2 separate regions of the Mus musculus genome follow, and region 2 is linked to region 1. The links are chromatin contacts, called in public HiChIP or PLAC-seq maps. All regions are on one chromosome and are shown on one strand. Each heading gives the region's core, a stretch centred on a gene start, on an enhancer-like site or on the middle of the called end of the contact. The rest is flanking DNA. Distances are from core to core; before and after follow the strand shown. Region 1 overlaps Plppr1 (phospholipid phosphatase related 1). Region 2 overlaps Plppr1 (phospholipid phosphatase related 1).

What was found. HiChIP or PLAC-seq counts read pairs in DNA pulled down with a chosen protein or histone mark.
Region 2: a contact with region 1 is called in an H3K4me3 HiChIP or PLAC-seq map of the 230-238 cell line, with 28 read pairs. The contact joins two enhancer-like sites. A contact is called at or near these places in 3 of 39 promoter capture datasets (the C10 cell line and pre-B cells) and 1 of 115 datasets of contacts at active chromatin or transcription factors (the 230-238 cell line).

What each region holds. Positions count from the first base shown.
Region 1 is chr4:49,212,000-49,218,120 of GRCm38.p6, forward strand. The region is part of intron 2 of Plppr1 (phospholipid phosphatase related 1); the gene reads left to right. Among named protein-coding and RNA genes, the nearest start is that of Gm32657, 31 kb to the right of the region's middle. Within about 2 kb of position 3,967, at least 3 of the 459 cell types and tissues checked have an H3K27ac peak or open chromatin away from gene starts, as enhancers often do. A contact at or near this core is called in the 230-238 cell line, where this site is marked.
Region 2 is chr4:49,282,537-49,288,657 of GRCm38.p6, forward strand. All of the region lies in intron 3 of Plppr1 (phospholipid phosphatase related 1), which reads left to right. Among named protein-coding and RNA genes, the nearest start is that of Gm22685, 3.7 kb to the right of the region's middle. Within about 2 kb of position 2,930, at least 36 of the 459 cell types and tissues checked have an H3K27ac peak or open chromatin away from gene starts, as enhancers often do. A contact at or near this core is called in the 230-238 cell line, where this site is marked.

The DNA.
Region 1 (6,121 bases), core at 2,717-5,216:
AGGAATACTGGCTTTTACACAGGTGTTGTCCTTCCAAAACAAGTCCTCCTGTCCTATATTGTGGACACTAAGGTCCAAACCCCAATACTGAGATTGATCTGTAACTCTTTCTCTACACTCACCTGGGCCCACCGGGGCTTGTGTCTATGCATCACCACCATGGGCCCACTGGGGCTTGTGTCTATGCATCACCACCAGCGTTTCTAGTACCTTTTCTGTTTCAGTTTAACCTGTGAATTCAACAGAAAGAGAGAGAAAGAGGGAAGGAAGGGAGAGAAGAAGGAAGGGAGAGAGGAAGGGAGGGAAGAAAGAAGGGAGGGAGGGAGGGAGGGAGGGAGGGAAGGAGGGAGGGAGAGAGGAAGAAAGAGGAGAGGAGAGAATGAGAGAAAGGTATGTGTTTTGTACTAGGTTTTTCCATTACCTTTTTCCATCAATTTATTAACTCAAGAAAATATTAATGTCTACAGTTTCCCTGAGGCACTAGGTGATTGCCTTTTCTAAATGGTTTTCATGTAACTAAGCTTCTTCTGTAACTTGGCGCTTATAAAACTCCTTGTAAGGCAGGATTTCGTAGCCCTGCTGAGATGAATACAAGGCAAGGATGAGAGACACCTGTTGCCCAGTGTTGAACTCTCAAGTGCATTTTCTTCGCTACTTTTATATAAGCATAGACTGGGTATGTTTGTTTTATTCCTGGAAGTTGGTGAGGAGAATAGCCATGAACCAACACCCCTAATTCAAATTTCCCAGAGAAGCAGGAACTTGCTTTGGACTCACTTGGAAGAGGTGGCAGTGAGCTGCCTGGTGAGGCGCTGAGCCGCACATATCGTCTTGTGGCCATGACAGTCAGGAGCAGCATTACCCTGGGCATTTCTGGAATTGTACAAAAATGAGAGGGGTCAGTGCTTATAGATTACAAAAGCGCATGTAGAAAATAATGACCGGACCAAAAGGAAGGGCAGAGCGTTGGGAGGAAAGCAGATAGGTTAAGACGCAAGCAATGCTGGGCAGACAGAATGAATCCTTTGTCTCCTCCCAGCGCCAGCAGGTTCTGTCTCTGACACTGAAATCTTAACATGTGGATAAGGATCTGAGGGTCTGGAACGGAAGGGTTTTAGCACAATCAGAGAAAAATCCATGTGGTATTTCAGACCAATAGACTTTAGCTTTTCACTGATCTAATTGCAGTAGAAAAAGCAAAAAGTAGCAAATGTTTGTCTGGACAGAGGCCAGAGAAATCAGATGGAATAGGAGAAAAATTCATTTTTAACAGGAGGCATGGCTCTCTCAGCTTTGTTTCTGCATCTTACAGTTAGGAATATCTTGGAGGGATCAAGACACAGGACTGAGAGTCTAACAGTTAGAGGAAAATTAAAACAGTGCCAAAGGACTCAGGAGTCTTTCTGTGTTTTTTTGTACACTCCCTCCTTTCTGCATCCTGCTGTCTCCATCTTGCCTTTTCTTTATCTGTTATTTCAGCAACGCATTTCATGCTTGAGAATCTATAGAGAGAGCATTTCCCTAAGGAAAGACTCATAAATTGGTGTCTCAGGAGTCTGAACAAAAATAATGTGTGTTGTTTGTGGTATCCCATGCTCCCTTGCAAAATTAGACATTTTCCCCCCAAAATGCTTAATAGTAACTATCTGTTTTGGACAAATGTCTCCACATACAAATAGATTTCTCTAAGGACAATTTTATTGTATCCTCTGTAAAATCGTTACTAAACTGCACCTTCAAATCTCTTTCAAATGTATTTGTGCTAAGACCAACTCTATGTGGAGCTGTGCTTCCTCAGAAGAGACTGGGGGCTGGAAACCTTTCCATAATGTATGCAGCAGAGGCTTGACATGTATGCATGAGCCAGGGTTAGTTTTCTCATTTTGGTGGTTGACTGTACTTGCAAGTTTTATTGCCCGTGTTTGACAATTCATTCCTCTCAGATTGAACCTATCAGATGATGATGATAAATCATATCCTGGAGATAAATAAATAATACAATGTTTGCCAAGAACTTGATTTTGATTTCCTTAGGGTGGAAGGGAAGTAACCGTGCATCACTCTTTGGGCATTGAATGCCATCTGTGTCCGTTGCCTTAAGTGTCTCTGATTTGGGAAGAAGGATGTCTCTGTACCTGCATTTCTAACCTGAGCTTGCAGCTTCTTAGATTAAGTCATTTTACCTGTTTGTATATGAGCCTCACATTTTGATTCTTTCAGATTTGTATACCTAATTCATATTGAAAGTTTTGTCTCCAGTTTTTAAATAAATAAATAATAGTGAAATAAATAAATAAAATAATAAACTGGTTTCTGCTTATAGAAAAATATCAGAATCTTATTGTCTTCTAAAATGAAATGGAAAATATATAAGTTGTTATGAAGCTTTCTGGACTCAAGTCCTGGCTCTATTGTTTGTTGCCGATACAAACTTGTTTGTCCTTTAAGATTTCAGTTACTTTGTTAAACAGAAAGAAATAGGAATGCATCATGAGAGCTTTTGAAAAATTAATGAGGTGAGGCACCCGAGCATTCTTGCTGAGTAACACATGCTTGACAAGAATAATTTTAAAGTAACAGTTTTGGCACAAAGATGAAAGTAAGCCAATTATACACTTGTGCCTGTGTGTACTTGCATAGACACACACACACACACACACACACACACACACACACACACACCAAAAACCGACAGAAGAGACAGCCTCTGGGTAGTTTAATCCTGCTATATGTGAATTTTGGGGGCTTACATGATTTTAGGAAGAAACTTTACTAGATAGCAGAACAATGAATTTATATGGCTTTTAAATTACAGTGGCAAATATTAATGATAAAATTTTTTGCCTATACTTTTCTGGACAAACATCACTTAATGGTGTTTTTGGTGCAATCAATATTCAGTTGTCCATTTTGGTAAGTATCATGGTCCCCAGGCTAGTTTTAAAGGCAGAACTCCATTCTTGGTTTTTGATTTTCTGAGGGAGTGAGTGAGACTCCTTTAGAATGGGTCCAGGTCCCAGTTAAAACAAGATCTCACAAAATAAGAGAAGTGAGGACCAGCAAGATGATCTTGTCCTGAATGCCAAGGGACCAGGAGCTGAGGAAACCAACTGGGAGTGAGTTTGATCAAAGACGTGGGGTTGGGAATCTGGTTTCCTACATCCCCATGCTGCCTTCTCTGATCACCTCAATGGTTAGTTCTCCTTCCTGCAACTCTTGGGAGAAGTACGTGCTTCTATGAAGTACAACAAACAAACAACAACAACAACAACAAAATCAAACAAACAAACAACCCTCAACCTCAGAAGTAAGAAAGAGGAGACTGGGAAAGGGATGAGCAGAGTAAGAGTGTCTGTGCTCTCGTGAGCATGTTAATGAAATGAATTAATTATAATGAAATCTCTTCCTTTCAGAGATCTCAGCCCCTTCCCATCCACAGATACTGATATTCTATCATCAAATACATCATATTTCCTTAAAACTGTATGCTTAAAACATTAGTAGAACAATATTTATGATCCTATATAAAAGAAATTTGTCTTCACATGTTAACTTCCAAAAGAAAAATCTGAAGAACAAAGAAGAAACTGACTGGCCCAAGGCAACACAGCTTCCGACATTAAAGTTTGGAGCTTTACAATATAAAGTATTCTTTTCTTTCACTGTGTATATATAGCTATCACTATTACAGTGAACTGCTGAACTTTGTCCAGTGGAGAACCAGTTAAATTATTGGTTCTCAGCCTCTGGGCCATGATTCCATATTGGTTACATATTGGATATTCTGTATATCAAATATTTACTTTATAATTCATAATAGTTTCAACATTACAATTATGAGGTCACAATGAAATAATTTTATGGTTGTGATCACCACAACATGAGGAGCTGTGTTAAAGAGTTGCAGCATTAGGAAGATTGAGAAGCAGTGGATTAGAGAGAAGTTCTTGTTTATGTCTTCAGGGACCAGAAGGAAGACACATTGAACTGTGGAAGTGTGAACTTCCTTTCCTAGAATCTGTCTTCCTTGAAGACCCTAAAAAACATTTTTACATTTTGATCAAGATAGATTTCAACTCCCTAAAGCTCTTTGCAAAATCCTTTGACTTGATGGAGACTTACATTGACTAGTGAGACTCAGAAAATACTCTGAGCTCTTGGTATTAGATGACATTTTTTTCTAAAAAGATTTGCTTGCTTTTATTTTTATGTGTATGAGTGTCTGTACACCGCATGTATGCTTGGTGCCCACAGAAGTAAAAAGAGGGCATCACTTCCTCTGGAACTGGGATTACAGACTGTTATGAGTTGCCATGTGGGTGCTAAGACCTGAGCCATCTTTCCTAGTTCCAATATAACACTGTTTGTAAAAATGCATTTTGAATGAATTCAACTAGACTTTTATACAGTAAAAATATAATCAGCAAAGTCTTCATAATTTAGCTGTACAGAACTTCAGCATTTTGACATTATTTGGCTTGGATTTCATCATCATCATCATCATAGGACTTGCCTGATGCAGTCAAAGCTCCTTTGTATTCTTTCTTATAGGATTTCATTTCCCTCTTTGCCCGTTCAGAATTCACTACCAATCTAAGTTTGGTGAATACAGTTTTGTAACATGTAAATATTTTGTACATATGCATTAGTGTACATTGTGCCTTAATATGTCAAAATACTGAAAACAATTATAGCTGCACTGTTGAAGCATCTAAAGAACATAGTACATATAATTATAACTGTATAAAAGATTAGACAATGTACACAAATTGTCTCCCAAGTTATTAATTCTTGCTGTATAGAATAGATTCTGCCACTGTAACTCGCTGTACCTAAATGCTGGTGGCTTGACTAACATACAGGCTACTTTCTTACACTGTGGTTGTTGATAAGAGATGTCTGTTCATCTCATCTCATTCTCTTCAGGACCAAATCCTTTGGAGCCTCCATCCCAGAGTGGTTCCATGTTTATTTTTATAAGGTGAAACAATCTTGCAGACTCATAAAACTGACCTTTAAAGCTCATATTTGATCAGGTATGTCATTACCACTAGCATTTCATTATCAAGAGCCATAAGCATATGGCCATTTCCCATTACATCCAACATAGAAATGAACAGTGGAAAGAGAGAAAGTCTTTTTTTTTCAGCCTAAGTTGTGTATCACTAAGTGTCCTCATGAGTTCTTTTTCCACTAAAAATGAAATCCTGTCTCATTTACATGTTACAGGTTTACTTAGTCAAGTTCCAGTTAATAAGACACTGGAAAATGTTTGCGGAGATTTTATCTATTAATGATTTATGTGGGAAACCCCATTGTTCCTCAAGCAGAAACAACTTTCCATGAGGTAGTATATTGGAGATAGGACTCTAGCTTGAACTTGATTGGGAGAGGATTAACACACCCTTCAGATTCTAAGTATCTTTCAGCTCAGACATAGCTGTGTGAGCATGGACCATATAGACCAAAGCAGTTTCCTTAATACACCAACTAGATCTCTGAGCCTATAAAAATAGGAGATAGAAATACTCCCTTTTTTAAAGGGATGGTTAACATATCAGTTTTTGGACAAAGTAGATTGGCAATATGCTGCAAATCCGAAAGTATATAAATCTATCTTCCAGAAATAATCATAAATGAACAGACTTTGGTACATGGTGATTCATTACTTTATCATAAAGTGGTCTGTAATGCTGAAAAATAAAAGTTCTGATATTAAAATACAGGCAGTGTATTTGAAGATGCTTGTTCATTATATAGTGGAACCAGATAAATCCATGAAAGTCATACTGTATGAAGTAGGTGATCCTATGAGAAATTAGTAAGATTAGCTAGTTCAGTGAATGGGAAGGGAATGAATTCAGAATGGCTGTGATCTGAGTTTCCCAGGCTTTGTTAGCCTGTGAACATTAATGGCAGGCCTCATGGTATTGATATGACCCAGTATGCCACTGACAGTTGATAACATCTGGACTACTAGTACAGGATTCTAACAGCCCCACAGGTGTGCCTGGAATTTCTATCTTCACTCATGAAGGAGTCTCCTTTATATTGGATGGTTGGTTGGTTGGTTGGTTGGTTGGTTGGTTGGTTTTGTGATGCGGCCTGACTCTTTCTACTT
Region 2 (6,121 bases), core at 1,680-4,179, 70 kb after region 1:
GCAAATAGTCTTATTGACAGTTTTCTGTTTCAGCTGAGACAGACTGAGTGGAAGTCGGCAAAGGAAATAAATAATAAAATAAAATAGATCCTGCCTTTTATAGATAGATGGATACTTTTTGCTTTTTAGTATCTAGATTTTTAAAGCTGTTTTTTTTAAGCATGTGTGAATGTCAGAAATCAACAGATATTGTTAGCTTGGCATGTTAAGAATAGCTACTGTACTCTCAGAAAAAAAAATATGCTGTGAGTTGTGTGTATTCAGAAAGGAGGCCAACTGTTAGTGAGGGCACTGCCACAGACTCAGATCAGAGAGGAACAGAACCCTCTAGCTGGTACCTCCTGCTGCTACAGCTGAACTGCAAAGGCCAGAGATGAACAAAATACTTGACCCAAAAATTTGATGTCTCTGCCCCTGTAGAAGTCACGTCACATTGAGCTAGCTCAGTTGCAACCTTACCTTCATTTATTTCATTTTTCTCTCTACCGAGGTCAAAAATCAGACAGACAGCTCTGGAGGGAGACTGCTTCAAGGACATAAAGCTTGCATATCCAAGTGAGCCAGTCGAGTGATTTAACATTTAGACATTATCATTTTATGAGAGTGCTAAAGTAAACATTTCTGTGACTGAACCCATTGCTGTTACCAGGACAGACTAATCCCAGTATCTTAGTCCCCATTCTGTCCTTTCCTTTTCAATAGTTGCTCTCCAACTCATCCACCTCACCTCTGACATGCCTTCTGCTCTCCTTTATCCAAGGCCTAAATAAAAATACCAACTAGCGTCCTGAAGAGCAGCGCGATGGCTCAGACATTTAATTCAAATGCTGTCCTGAGTGGAAATGCTTCCACTCAGGAAAGGCCTTATGATGAGAAAGTGATCATAATTTTGAGGATATAGCAGTAATGAGTTGTCATACTTTAAATTTATTAAAAATCATCAACCCAGCCTCAGAGGAGCCCTTAACTACCAAGACTTCAGGAGAAGGGAGAGTAACATTGATGAGATGCAGCATAATATATCAGGGTGGCTGCAAACCTTAGGTCTAGAGAGCAGCGCATCTGGCTCTCCTCACTGATCTCTCCTAGACAAGACAAGACAAGGTTGCCATTGGATTTAAAAATGACTTCCTAAAGTTCCTAGCATACCTTTAGTGCCAGGGAGTACAGAACCTGGTAGAAACTACCCTTCACCAACTTTGGCATCGCAGGACGAATGTCCTCATCTGAGAATTATGACATTCCATTGAGAATCCCTGTACGAACTCTTCTAGAGGGAACCGGACATAACTTCTATATCTCCCTTCCTTGCTTATCAGCCCTAGAAAGAGGAGAAAGCATAGATAGAAGGCATGTGCCTCAAAAGTCAGAAGACCTCAGATAAAACAAGGAAGAAAGTAAAACTCTGTCTAGAGTGGACTGGCTCTGACATGAAGCAGTGGTTTAGTCTGGAACTGGGTTGTGCTCCCTTCTGTTTTCTATGTATATCATTTTCATATGTGTTCAGACATGAATTGCTGATTGACCCATTGAGTTACTAATGTATTTTCTTCTTTTCTTCCTAGTTTCAGGGAATATTATCATTCTCTTTATCTTCCTATAAATGTATTGAGATTTTGCCCATTTAAAACAAAAAGATATCTAAGGTCAATGAATCATTAACAAATGTGAGCAAAAAATAGCATCAGAAAACAATATAATTATTAAATATAATAAAAAATTCGTCAAAGTGTTAAGTGCACATAAAAGTGGAAAAGGAAAATATGGGAAACTATTTGGAGGGAGGACCGATTTGGGCCAGGGTAAGGAGAGCAAGGGTGGATCAATGTGACCAAAGAATGATGACAAATGTATGAAAATTTTATAATGAAAAACATTGTTTTGTATACCTAAAAGGAAAGAAAGCATTTTATAATTGATGTATACTCTGCAGGTGTTGTCTGCATGAGTGACATAGCAACCCAGTGAGCTGGAACAGGGCTACGCCAACGAACACAGGATACTGAGTTTACAGGTCCATTCACCTTTCAGTTGAGGACACTGAGGCACAGTTTGGCTAAACGTTGTCCTCAAGGTTCCATTTTTCTATAAACAGATGGACAGCGATCTTCTCACTGGGTCCTGTTTTTGTTTTCCCTCTCATGTTAGGGGCATTGCTGAGAACCAGGGCTGAGCACAGCTGATGGGTTCATAGCAGAGAGCCGTCTAATCCTCAGTCTAGTCGTCTAGTCACCAGTGATCTTCCCTCGGGATCTCAAAATTAGTGAGCAGCCGCAAGCCAGGGCTCCTCTGAAAGGGAAAGGAGCTGCGTTCACTTCCGGTGTCAGTGAGACACGACTTGCTCAACGGCAGCCAGAATGGCGTGTCAGGGCCTCCGAGTGCTGGAGTACACTTCAGCACAGACTCAGAGGCCCCCAGCTTCACTGCCTTCAGTGAGCAGTCATCTCCCACAAACTGGGGGGGGGGGGGGGGGGGGACGGGGGACGGGGACACGGGACGGGGAGGCAATAGCTGGTGTTTCTAGTTGCTTAGCTTCTTGCAGGTTCTCATCCCTACACTTCAACGGGGATCAGGTTCAGTGATTTCCAGGACCCCTCTAGTTCTCAGATGTCATGAGAACACAAAAAGGAAGATTTTGATGAGAGTCTCCACATTAGGTTCTCAGCAAGTCAGAGCTTCCTTTCTGGATCCACTTCTGTGTTTCTGGGCTTTGCATGTGTCACAGAATTAAAGCTCTTACTTGTTTCTCCTTCAAAGACTCCTCTGTGCTCCCTGGAGTATAATGAGAGCAGGACCCTCTTTGAGTGGTCTGTATGGTAACTAGCAGTGATTTAAAAAAAAAAAATTTACCTCTAGCTGGATTGTCCTTGGCTTTCTGTGCATCTGCAAATAACGACAGTGGCTGAACTGAACGTCACACTCCTATGACTCCACATATGGCCATTAACAGCCCCATTCACAGCTGCATATACTCAGGGGAGGGATGAGGGTAAAGACTGTACCATTTGACCTGTCAGCTTCCTGGTTTCCCTTTTAGGCTTTCCTGTCAAAACATATCAACCTCATATTGAGGCAAGGCCACTTGGGATCGCGTGCACGGGGCCAGTGCCACCGTTTTATCAGGTCTTTAGGAAATGTTAAAGCTTAGAGAATTTATTGTGTCCAGAACTGTTTATCCCACAGTGGTAACCCATACTTCAAAGAAACCTGCAGGGTGTGCTCTGACTACCTGGACAGCTTGGCTAAATAAGTACTGCCTTGGGCCTTCTGAATAAACTCAGCCTCTCAGGCAAAGGAAGGGAGCCAGAGAGCCTGCTTGAATAAGAGGATTTACTGGGCAGAGAATCTGATCTACCCTTATTTTATCTCAGTCCCAGTGGCACAAGGCATGAGAAGATAGCTATTAAACCTTTCTCTTGGCCTTACAATGAAGTGACTGGGGAGTATTTAGCATTGAAGAAGCAGAACATTTGACTCCCTGCCCAAGAGAATTGAAATCGCTCACAGCTTACACTCCAGTGCTTACACACACGCGCGCGCGCGCGCACACGCACACACACACACACACACACACACACACACACAGAGGCTACTCAGCAACAATTGCAATTTCCTCAGGAAGGAAAAGCTAAACACAATTTGATACAAAGCCACAGTTTAGCTGAACTTGCAAATCTTCATGTGTACATTTGTGCAAGCTCTTTGAATCAAATGCAAGACTAGCTGCAGATCAGAGTAGACTGTCACTGCCGCGGACCATTGGCTGGCTGATGAAGGCCACAGCTGCTGAAGTAAAGGAGACATTGTTACATTGTTGGCTGTGTGCTCCTTCAGAATTTGCCTCTTCCGGGCTCTGAACAGTCTCCTGTGTTAAGATTCTTTGACATTTTTAAGTCACATCCATTTCCACTGTACTGCACGTGACTTCTTAAATAAAAAAAATTCTCTTACCACTGTTGCTACTATACTCGGTCTTTACAACTTACACTCTCTTCTGGAGCAGACAGACAGACAACCCAATTAAGTTTTTTTGAATTGAAAAAAAAAAAAACTTTAAAAAAATTCCACATTTTCTGTCCATATTAGAGGTTAGTGATCCTGATTTCCTTTAGTGATGTTTGTTCGTTAGTTTGGTTATTTGTTCATTTGCTTGTTCATTGCATGATTTTGAGCTACTCCTAGTGTAAAGGTATGCCATCCAATGACTGCTGACTGGTGACATGTTAGAAAGATTGACCATTTGATTGTTTTAGGATTTTTTTGTTTCTGTCTTGTTTTTGTCACAAATGTTTGCCTAGAAATTTGGACTTGTTAAATTACCTGGACATTACAGTGAGCTTTAGTTTTTTATTGACAGCAGGATTTTAGTGAAACTATTTCAAGATTCCATTTTTCTTGTCCAACAAAACAAATGGTGTCAGTGAACTTCGTGGTTTTTGGAATATATGGTTTGGCTTTTCTACAACACCATGCAGAGTCTCAACAGCTCTCTGAGCAGGTAGACGTAGCTCTTGGACCAGGTCAGAAGTCAATTGCTAGTATTTTATCAGAGGCACTGAATGGTTTTCGAAACACTATCATACCAACAGCATTGCCTACTTGAGCTGTTAAAAGGCACGGGAAGTGTCTAGTGATAGTGCCTATTATTTGTTTCTATCTATGTATGATAAAGCAAAAGTCGGTAATTCTTGAGCTAATCAAAGTTTTGGAAGTAAAGGAAGCAGAGCCTCCCTGCAGATCTAGAGGACATGGCACTCATTGTGAAAGCTGAAAGTCCAGAATAAAGGGTACTCTCACAATGCTGGCAACTTCTCTATATTGTTTTCCTCATTTCCTCGGTCACTTTTAAAATCTACAAAAATTTGAATGTCTATGACTATGGAATTCTCCCAGGCAGAATATTGAGTATTAGCTCTCACAGTAGCTGAAGGTGCTATGCAAGCTCCCAAGGGAGAATAGAAGTTTATAATTATACCCAGCTGTAATACCCATGGACCACAACAATAGCCCATGTGGAATGATGTGCTCACAAGGGTAAAATAGTGGCACTTATGTCTTGGAGATACCCAAAAGCCATCTAATTGGACTTAAGGCTTGGTCCATGGGAAAACCATGACTGGTAGGTAAACAGCCAACTTACCTTAGCTGGAAAGTCCATGCAGCCCACAGGAGAATCTGTTACTGCCACTCTGCTAAATTAGGATGACCTCTAATTGCATTCTAAATAATTATCCTTACACCCACAGAGAAGTGTAATTCCCACCCCTCATCAAAAGAGTTTTTTGGTTTTTTTTGTTTTTGTTTTTGTTTTTTTTTTTTGGTGGCAGACAGAATCATATCAAATATCCACAACTGGTCAAATGCAGAGAACTGTTAACTGTGGGGTGCCTGGTCCTGTGTATTACATTTACAACTCAGAGAATATTATGGTAGAGGAGGCAGAAAGATTGTAAAAGCCAGAGGACTAGGATGTCTGCTACATGATAGTATCTTCCATATATGACAAGGAAACTGCATCTATGAAATTCCAACAATATGTCTGTCTAAACAAGTCCTGGATAATGACAATACAGCTGACATGCCAGTGTGAGTGGGGGAAATCTCACAAGGCCTCATCCCTAGATGAAGAGCCTCAAACAATTTCGATGATGGATAAGAGGAGCAGAAGCATTCTACCCCAGAGGAGCTCCTTAATCAATTATCTAATACGAAATGGTCAGCCCTTCATGTTTATACATATCAGCCAAACTAAAAGGACTCAGGGATCCAAATTCACAGGAAGTACAATGTAGTGGAAAGTAAAAAGATAAAAGAATATTATATGCAAATAAAAATCAAAATGGAAAGGGTGCACGGGGTAATCATCATATCCAAAACTGAGGACTTGGGAATATTTTCATACACTTTCCAGTTGTCGTCTGAAAAGTGTGAAATCCTTCCAAATCTCTTGAGAACCAATGCTTTTAAAAGCTTCAACTTTTGGAGCATTTCAGATTTTGATTGTTGGATGCTCAGACATTTATAGCCATACTTGAACAAAATGCTCTTTAAACCACAATATGTAAAAAGATACAAAGCAGATCATTATACTATAGCAAAAGGGCTCATTCAGCAAGAGGGT